Regions from separate parts of the Sus scrofa genome. Here region 2 is linked to region 1. Evidence: chromatin contacts called from public Hi-C data. All regions are on one chromosome and are shown on one strand. The core of a region is the stretch at or near the end of the contact, and the rest is flanking DNA. Distances in the headings are between cores, read along the strand shown. Region 1 has its middle 120 kb from the start of SLC9A9. Region 2 has its middle 230 kb from the start of SLC9A9.

The links. A called contact is a pair of places that touch in the nucleus more often than the background predicts.
Region 2: a contact with region 1 is called in a Hi-C map of liver, with 19 times the contacts expected there. The contact joins two enhancer-like sites. A contact is called at or near these places in 1 of 5 promoter capture datasets (liver) and 5 of 47 Hi-C or Micro-C datasets (liver and skeletal muscle).

Annotation. Positions count from the first base shown.
Region 1 is chr13:84,752,256-84,757,737 of Sscrofa11.1, reverse strand. No RefSeq gene overlaps it. Among named protein-coding and RNA genes, the nearest start is that of SLC9A9, 120 kb to the right of the region's middle. Within about 2 kb of position 4,112, at least 2 of the 83 cell types and tissues checked have an H3K27ac peak or open chromatin away from gene starts, as enhancers often do. A contact at or near this core is called in liver, where this site is marked.
Region 2 is chr13:84,865,114-84,870,300 of Sscrofa11.1, reverse strand. No RefSeq gene overlaps it. Among named protein-coding and RNA genes, the nearest start is that of SLC9A9, 230 kb to the right of the region's middle. Within about 2 kb of position 1,255, at least 7 of the 83 cell types and tissues checked have an H3K27ac peak or open chromatin away from gene starts, as enhancers often do. A contact at or near this core is called in liver, where this site is marked.

The DNA.
Region 1 (5,482 bases), core at 2,863-5,362:
AAGCTTTTGTCACCTAAAAAAAAATTAAAAATCAAATTTTAGCAGCAGTGTTTCTAATTAAGTTTGGATTATTCAAAAGACATTACCTTTCCCATCACAAACTGTTTTAGAAAGGATCAAGTGTGATGCTAAAGAAGAGATCCAGGATTCAAAACCATTGAACCACTGCTATTTGTTCTATATTACAAGCCTAGCTCCCAGTATAGAAAAACCTGGGAAATGTACATACTAGATCTAATCATAGTTAATATCGGGTTTTGTACAAATGAGGGTGCAAGAAAAAGCCAAACTGCACCATAGATATGACACCCTTGAATCCTTTTAAAAGATTGGCTAAAAGCTCTTAGAGAACCAATCTAGAAGGATTTAAGAAAGAAAAAAAAAAAAAAGATTAAGGTTCAGTTTTTTTTCATCAAGGAGTGTGTTGTCTGGTGGGATAATAAAAAAGGCACATTCTGTGATCAAAGCAGTAATGGGGGCTCAGGGAAGGATGGAGCCCATGTGGTTAGGACTAAGAGTAGGTGTCTGTTTTATTGATGAAGTGTATTTGAAATGAGGTATGAAGGAGAAAGAGCATTGAGTTTTGATAGGTGGGGATAGTGAGGAATAGAGTCCAGGCAAAGGAGCAATGGCTAAAAATTAACAATAACAGTAACAATAATAGCAGTGAGTTTTAGGTACACAGACTTAACAATTTTGTTTAGAGCAGTGGTTATCAAAGTATGGTTCCTGAACCAACATTATATGGAAATTTGCTAAAAATGTAAATTCTTCCAAAGAAGATATTCAAATATCCAACAAGTACATGAAAAGGAGCTCAATAGCACTAATTATCAGGGAAAGGCAAATCAGAACCACAATGAGATATCACCTCAAGCCTGTTAGACTGGCTATCATCAAAAAGGCAAAAAATAACAAGTGTTGGTAAGGATGTGGAGAAAAGGGAGTCTTTGTGCACCCGTGGTGAGGTTATAAATTGGTGTAGCCACTATGGAAAACTGTGTGGAGGTTCCTCAAGACATTAAAAATAGAACTGTTACATGATCCAGCAATTCCACTTCAGGACATATATATCCAAAGGAAATGAAATCATTATCATGAAAAGATATCTGCACCCCCATGTTCACTGAAGCATTATTTGTAATAGCCAGACATGGAAATATCCTAAGAGTCCACTAATGGATGACTGAATAAATAAGATGTGGTGAATAAATAAGATGTAATATTCAATTACAGTAGAACATTACTCAGATATAAAAGAAAAGGAAATCCTGCCATTTGTGACAAATAGATGGACTTTGAGGGCATTTATCCTAAGTGAAATAAGTCAGACAGAGAAAGACAAATACTTCATGATCTCACTTACATGTGGAACCAAAAAAACTGAACTCATAGTAACAAAAAACAGACTGGTGGTTTTTAGGGGTGGGGGGCACTGAGAATAGGGATCATTAGTCTCCTCTGGTAATTCCTACTTGCTTATTTTAACTCTCTTATTTCATAAACATGTTACTTTTATAGAGAAATTCAAGTTCTTTTTTGAGGTAGCTGGAATCAAACATGGGCATAAATATCATAAATATATCTATATTGGAAACAACTAATGGAAAGCTGATTATTTCATTAGCAGAATGAATCATAATTAAGGGATATTAGCCCTCAAAGACTAAAAGACTTTAGCTATTTTTAAAAAATAATTTAATGTATATACTATAAGAAAATATGCAGGAATAAACATTGATATGAGCAAAATGTATGGATACTCTGACATTCAGTGCCTGATTGCAGTAATCTACCCAAGTTTTCTGGGATGGAAATTAATAAAAGTTTTCAGTGGTGACAAAGCACACTTAGCTAGATCTGCTAATGGAAGAATATACAAACTGCATAATGAATGTGTTAACACTTAGAGAGAGGAGGGCAATTCAGAGTAGAGGTTAGGAGTTTTAACTATGAATTTGAAGGGGCTCCCCTTGATCTCACCTGGGACATTTCAGGAACCAAATAATAACAGTCATGGAAGATAACCCATTAAATAAAACAGGAATCCATGAGTTCAAAGCTATATATATATAAAATTTGATAAGAAAAAAATAGTCTCAAATTACCTTTGCAAAAATTACTTATTAATTGCAAGGAAGAAAGAATAATTTTACAATGGGGAAAACTGGCAGATAACAATCAAGATACTTAATCAAGTGATCAAAGCGAAGATCGCCAGACATAGGACAATTTGAAATCATGCGCCTCCTGGTAGAATGTAATGAGAAGAACACAGTATCACATCCGAGAGAGCCCTGTCAAAGATGTCTGCATCTCACCATTTAAAAAAAAAAAAAAAGCAAAACCCACATTAAGGGGTATTCTACAGAGTAACTGACTTGCAGTCTTCAAATAATAAAGCTATGAAATTCGAGGGAAGACTGGAAACTATTCCAGACCGAAAGAAACTAAAAAGACATGACACCTTAATTCAACACCTGAGCCTGAACTGATCCTTTTTGCCATAATTACATTATTGGAACAACTGAAGAAACTCGAATGGGATCTCAGCATTAAATATTAACAATACATCGATGTTAACTTCCTGAATTTGATGGTTGTATCACAGCTATCTGTGAGGATGTTATTGACTGTGGGATTTATATTCTGAGGTGTTTGGAGGTGATGAAGCGTCAGATTGACAACTTACCTTCGAATAGTTCTGCAAAAACCAAGTTCTTTTATTGTACTTGTATCTTTTTGGTAAGTTTGAGAATGTTTCCAAATAAAAATGATTCAGAAAAAATAAAACCAAAACTTTTGGGTTTGGAAAGAACTGCACTGGTTGCCAATACTAGAGGTCCAATGTGACATCACAAACCCAATGTTCAGTCCCAGACTTCCGACTATGCCAGCAAGCAGGGGAGGAGGGTATCAGTATGCTAGCAAGCAGACCATCAAACAGCTGTTTTGAATCACACCCAACAAGGCAAAGTGCCTGGAGCATGAGGAGTCGTTTCCCAGGTAGGTCAAGCAGGAATCAAAGCTCTATCCCTGCATGCCACTCAATGTTGACTCTTGCAGTTTAAGGAAAACTTTGTTATAGGAGCAAAACAGTAGCCAAGTTAGCCCAACAAGATAGAAAACAAGGCACAAAATAACATTTGGCAGAAGAACACAAGCGGTGAGACTCAGAGTCCCAGACCATTCCTTCACATCTCTCTCCCCCTCTGTTCATTCTTTTTAATAGCAAAAAACTGGGAGGGATGCTTAAATGTCCATCAATGGGTGATGTGCTTAAACTGTGGTACAGTCATACAATGAAATACTTCCCAACTAGAGTTGAACTTTTATTGATTGAGTGAATGATTGATTGATTACTTTTTAGGGCTGCACCCACAGCATGGAAGTTCCCCGGCCTGGGGGCGAATCAGAGCTGCAGGTGCCAACCTACACCACAGCCACAACAAGCTCAGATCAGAGCCACGTCTGTGACCTACATCACAGCTCACGGCAATGCCGGATTCTTAACACTCTGGGCGAGGCCAGGGATCAAACCCACATCCTCATGGATACCAGTTGGGTTTGTTACCTCTGAGCCACGATGGGAACTCCAAGACCTATACTTTTAAAAACAATGTTTTAGTAAAAGTGATGAAACCTCTACTTCCTATAGCCTGATTTTATCCTAAAGACTGGAAGTCAGCTCCATGAGGATGGGGACTGCTGAATCCCAGCTACTTGACAAAGAACTGGCACTTGAAAATATTTGCAGAAAGATGGAGGGAAGAAAGAGGGAGGAAGGAGAAAAGGGCTAACAAACAGGGTCCTAGGACTGAACCTACAGGTGGAGGGTAAGAACACAAAGCAATAGAACCTATACGGCTGCAGAGGAGAAAAGAGAAGCTTCATCCTTACATTTAGCTTTCTTCATTTAGGTACCAGAGATTGCCTGAGCCCAGCCTATTTTAAAGATAGGCAGTGAGCTAAGGTGTAAGTATTTCACCACTGCAGGTAATCCTTGTGCCCTGCCTTAAGCAATTTCCAATGACACAGATATAGTAAGGTCGTGTACACATCGACATGGATCAGTTCATTGAATTAGAGGTCAAGTGGCAGAGAACCAAAACAAGCCTCTGTGTGAAATGAGACAACAATGTCCTGCACACCGAGGGGCACTCTCTGTGGACCCTGACAGCTCCTGCGGCAGCAGGGGGTGACGTCAAGGGTGGGAGGTGTTACTGAAAGCAGCAATTGGTTTTGTCTGGGACCAGGCAGTGCCTGTAACTCAGGCACCTCGTCTGTCAGGAGACTCAGACTTTCACAGTTTTGTCATGAAAGCAGCAGTCGTATGAGCTGCGCTGCTGATCACTTTCCAGTTTTGCTCCTTCAATGATTTCAACCTTTCCCCAGCATATCTCATTGCTTCACTTCCTTTCCTTCCTTCATGCTCCACCTTGTCCTTCCAATTAATTTTCAAAGGTCTGGTCTGATATCTCTTACTTCGAAATAGTGTCTGAAGTAATATCCAACATAATTCTGCAATCAAATCACACAAGCAGAAAACTCAGAATTTGGGGAGAAACTTCAAGAAGCACAGAAATCAGTACTCTGTTTCAAAGTGGCACTTTAGGAGTTCCCACTGTGGCACATCTGGTTAAGGATCCAGTGTTGTCTCTGTAGCAATGCAGGTTCCATTCCCCGGCCCAGCCTAGTGGGTTAAGGATCCCGTGCTGCTGCAGCTGTGACATAGGTCGCAGCTGTGGCTTGGATTTGATCTCTAGCCCAGGAACTTCCATATGCCATGAATGTGGCCATTAAAAAAAATAATAAGTGGCACTTTAAAAGGTATAGCATCTTCTATTTGTATAGCTCTTTACACATTACAAACACTCCCCCATGTTGATCTCATCCAATCTCTTTGAATCTTACAGGTACTGTCCTCTAGAAGCTGAAACTCAGAGAAAGAAGATAATACAAAATATTTAAGATTGAACGGGGTGTTTACACTGTGCAGACACTGCTCTTGGTGTTTAGATGTGTGAACCCACTTAATGCTCATGACAACCCTGGCAGGAAGGTATAGTTATTATTCCATGAGGGGATGGGTGACCCCAATGGCTTAGTCAAGCTCTCACAAGCATGCAAAGGAAGCGGTAAGAAAGCAGGGGTATGGACCCCAGACAGGCCATTTTTGTCTTTTGATGATACCTTTGGTCAGGTGAGTTTAAGGGAGAAAATGCTTTGAGGTTGACATATCAATGCACGTGATAGTGTCTGCCAAAGAAACTTCTGACTGCATCATGTTTCATGCTGAATAGGAAGAAGGATTCAGAGTATACAATAGAGACACTACAAGTTTTGCATTGATAAATGTCTACCATGATTGGGAAAAAAGTCTTGAACCAATATACGTTGTTAATTTTACCACTTTTTTAAGTTTCACTATTATTAAACCATGTTCATATTTTAAAAAGGCTTGTCCTCTGTGCTCATCTGC
Region 2 (5,187 bases), core at 6-2,505, 120 kb before region 1:
ACATTGGTAGAATGAGAAAGTCGGGGAGAATTGGAGGTTACCAACTAGGTCCACAATTTAGCACTAGCAGCAGAGCACACAAAAACACAAGTCCCTTCACATATTCCTCACATCTCCACAGCCAGGGGAGGTGATATACCAAATTAATTCTGAAGGCGAAAAATGAGTGTCACTGGGTGAATAAAATTGGGAAAAAAAGTATTAGCATGAAGGAACATCTGCTACCATCACAATGAAGTACTGGCACATAGACCATCTTAAAGTGACAATACCCACAACAATGAAATTAATGTGTGGACAGTAGACCCGGTAACTGCCTTTATGTACCTGTGCCCTCTTTAGCTGCTTGCTAACACCCTTAGCCCAGTCCTGTGAATCATTGGAATTGCTGCAAAAAATGCCAAAATAACCTCTGAGAAGCAGATGGTTACGAAGGCTTCTGTCCAGATGCCAAAACCCCATATGTTGCCAATCTGTGTTTCCAGCATGCACCATTATACTTAAAATTATATTTTTCCTTTTCCTGCCATGTTCACTCTACCATAATTAAGAAGGTTCTAATACTTTTCCAGAAAACAAGAAACATCACAGCCTGTTTGCCTTCCTTTTATAAATAGAAACGTGAAAAGCAAGTGTCAGACACCCCCAAACCTTCAACCTAAGCTGCAACTCGACTATTTGGGACTCACAGCAGTGGTCTTCGTGGAGTCTTTTTATAATTTTTTATTTCAACAGAGTCATTGTCTCCCCTGGACTCACCAAGCAACTCAGTATTGAAAAGTTTGCTCCTTAATTCTTTTCCAAGCCTAGCAAACCAATAAACAAAAAACCCAGTAGTTTCAGGAAAGAAACTAGTCATAGAATTTTTACTACCCAGAACCAGGAGGGTGAAATTAAGAGGCAAATTCTCTACTTTAGAGAAATACTTGGATTTCTCAAGCCAGCATTGTTGGCTAATACCCCACGTGCCATGATAGCAAAATGTTTGGCACCATCTCAGAGGTTGAGCTTTATGTACCAAAACAAAGCACTTTGATCAGCACCCAAGGTTACATGTTACAGGGACAACTAAAATATTTCCCAAACCCAGCTGACCCTCTGAGGAGCCCAGAGATACCATTGTTCAGAGGTCAGTCTTTCCAACCATCAGTTTTTCTATTGACTTGTTTACTTGCTCATGGACCAGAATGTCCACCCCCTCCAGGGTCTGGCACCATTAGATGTGGAAAATGTCCAAAATTTCACAACAAGTTGTCTATTTCTGCAACAGTCAATTTGGCATATTTACATGGTGTTCCAATGCAGGGCTTTGAAGCTACCAATCATTATAAACAGCATTCTCTCACATTTCCCTTATGCTATTTTCCTAGGAATCTATGCACCATACCTGGAAAGGAAATACCATTAAACGTCAACCTTTCAACAAATAAAAAGGAACTTAAATTACTTTCAGAAAATATTTTGGAGTTGTAGAACAACGTGTTCATTTTATTAGTAAATCTGAAACTTTTTTTTTGTCTGTTTGGTATGGGGTGGCATGATGTTTTTGAAAAACTCAGATTACACTGAGATATGTGAACCTGAATCAGCAATTTAAAAGTAAGTATGACATTTTAACTACATTTTAATGGTTAAACCATGGAAGTGATGCTGATTTATATCAAAATAACTTTTGAAGGTGTTTTTCTTGCCTGCAGCTATTTGGATACCTGACAAGAGGGAAATAGGAAAAGAGTGAGCAAAAAGAGAACGATGTTTTTCCGTTTCTGTTGTTTTGTTTTTGTTGTTTTAGGGCCACACCCAAGGCATATGGAAGTTCCCAGGCTAGAGGCTGAATTGGAGCTGTAGCTGCCAGCCTGCACCAAAGCCACAGCAGTGTGGGATCCAAGCAGCATCTGCAACCTACACCACAGCTCATGGCATTGCCAGATCCTTAACCCACTGAGCGAGGCCAGGGATCGAACCGGCATCCTCATGGATAATAGTCGAGTTCGTTACCGCCGAGTCATGAAAGGAACTCTTTTTTTTTTTTAACCAAGAAAAAAAAAAGTGAGTTGTGGGTTTGGAGTTTGTTTGTTTATTCAAATTAGTGTTGATAACTGTGTTGGAAAGATCTAAGTGTAATAGCCAATATTTGGACATGTCAGCATGCAGGGTTCTAGGTTTGCATTTGTTTCACAAAAAAGTTAAGATTAAGGATGAAAAATTAATGACAAAAACTGTAACATATAATTTCTATCTGCATGTATGCCTGCCCTCCCACTGTCACATGATTTATGTTTAAGTTCTGCTAGGACTCTTTAAAAAAAAAAGAAAGAAACTGAAAAATTCTGGAAGATTAGATGTAAACAACAAAATCTCAGAACTTTTTTTTTTTTTTTTGTCAGCCTTTCTTCTCCCCAAAGAGAGAGAGGAAAATTGCAGACATATAATTACTTTGAGAAGCTAACAATCATGAGTTAAAGGCAAAGTCTTCTTAAAACATGGAACTTAAGGGAGTTCTACTGTGGCTCAGAAGTAACGAACCAGACTGGTATCCATGAGGATTCAGGTTCGAACCTCAGCCTCACTCAGTGGGTTAAGGATCCAGCATTTCTGTGAGCTGTGGTGCAGGTCACAGATGAAGCTCAGATCTGGTGTTGCTGTGGCTGTGGTATAGGCTGGCAGCTGCAGCTCCGATTTGATCCCTAGCCTGGGAACTTCCATATGCTGCAGGAGTGGCCCTAAAAAGACCAAAAAATTTTTTAAAAAGTATAAAGAAAACACTGAACTTAAATATATTGGCCTCTATGCAGATAATGAAGAGCTAAAATAAGTCCAAGTATGGATGAACAAAAATTGAGATGGATAAATATTAAGTTCTTGTTAGAGAGTTGTGTTTTATTTATAGTAATTTTTTCATTGATTTTTGCTAATGACTTCCTAATAATTTTTCTTTCTTAAACTTAAATCTCCAACCACACTAAAATTTTTATGTCATAAAAACACTTGCCCCATGGCTATGAGCCTATGAACGGGCTATTTCTTCTGGGGAGAATGTGTGTTCCTTATAATCCCTAACACATAGAAAACTAGCCCACGGGGAAGTTTCTTGTTCAGATAGAATGAAAGAGAATCCCGGAGTTCCCATTGTGGCTCAGTGGAAACGAATCTGACTAGTATCTATGAGGACACAGGTTCGATCCCTGGCCTTACAGAGTGGGTTAAGGATTCAGTGTTGTTGCTGTGGTTGTGGCATAAGCTGGCAGCTACAGCTCTAATTCCACCCCAAGCCTGGGTACATCCATATCCCTTGGGTGTGGCCCTAAAAAGAAAAAAAAAAAGAATCCTGATACTAACCTAGATATGAGATTTTTTTTTAATATCATAAAGGTGGCAATTTAAATTAGTGGGTTAATTATTTGGTCCATAACTAGTATTGGAAGAATATGCTAATTATTTGGAAAATAAGTAAAACTAGACCCCCTCTGCCTCATGCCTTATTCAAAACTAGGGTCCAGTGGTTTAGCAGTGTGACAGTGTAAAACAAAACCATACAACTATTAGAAAAGCATTTAGGAAATAATTGTTATAAAAACCAGTTACAATGTGGACATTTATGGAAAAAAGCAATAATAAATACACAAGATGACAACCTTAATAATGACTGGATAAATGTAAATCAAAATATCTAGTCTATACTAATTATCGCTTATCATGTCATAAACATGAGGGGGGAAAAAAGTCACTCAAATGTGGCTGAAATTCTAAATCAATATAAGGAATTTTTTTCCTCTTTTTAGGGCCACACCCATGGCTTATGGAAGTTCCCAGGCTGGGGGTCGAATCAGAGCTACAGCTGCCAGCCTACACCACAGCCACAGCAACATGGGATCCAAGCCACATCTGCAACCTACACCACAGCTCATGGCAACGCCCAATCCTTAATCTATTGAGGGATACCCAGGATCAAACCCTCATCTTCATGGTTCCTAGTTGGGTTAGTTAACAACTGAGCCACAAAGGGAACTCCTAAGTCAGTAAAAGGATTTTAAAGGGCAATTAGACAGTGACTTACAATTCCAAATGTGCATACATGTCAACTTAGAAACTTTAGTTTTGAAGAATCTATCGCATAGATATACTCCTACTGTGTACAGAGACAGTCATTGCAATTTCATTTTGCTATAGCAATGAAATAAAGACTACAAAAGTCCATCAACAGCAGATTGTTTAAATCAATTAGAATTCATCTGTACAGTAAATATCAGACCGCTATTAAGATGAATAAAGTATATCTGTATTTCCTGTGTTGGGCAAATATCCAGCAAATACCCATAATATGTTTTATGTTTTAAGTCAAAAAAGTATGTTTTATGTATCGAATGGTTATACATACAAACACAAAAATGAATTTTAAAGGTACACGTATTATAACTGTACATGTATTCTTCAACCTGCTATGTGTCACTTCCTTTTAGAACTTTTCTCAATATCCCTGTGAATATGGTCTTCACCTCTTAAGTCTTAAGGATGTACCTATAATTCCACTGTCATCACACTCATAGTTTCTGATCAAATAAAAGTTAAAATGTTTTTTGGTGGACATAGGGTGCTGAACATTCAGAAATGTAAGTTAATTTGTCACGCCTCAAATACCAAAATCACATTGGAAAAAAAAAAATCAGAGGCAATCCTCCAGCAAATTCTTGGAGGCTCCACTGTTTGCCTAGCCTGTCTCCAGATAATACAAGATGCAGAGATAATATGTCAAGGCATGCCCACAGTGTGACACTCCCCACTGAGAGCAGACAGACTCCTTGAAGGAGACTGGGGAACCTTCTCTGCTAGGAAGCCTATCCCTTGTAAGGGTCTCTCATTTTAAAAGTTCTAATCAAGTGTAGGCACGTGGGGGTCAGAGAAGGAGGGTGTCAGTCCTTGGGCATGTTCTGGCAGCCCACAGCAGGGAAGACTGTTCAGCTCAAACAGATGTTCCACACTATTTACCTAACATCTGCTCTCATCAACCCAGTTGTCAGACAGGATTTTACAGACAATAATATTGTGCCAGTGACTATAAATTTGAAGTTCTGCTTGGGTTGAGGAGGACTGATTAGAAAGTGCATAGTTTGAAAGACAAGCAAACATGTTGATGAGTCAAACCAAAGTAACTATTCACATTTAACTAGTATTATATATATGTATGTA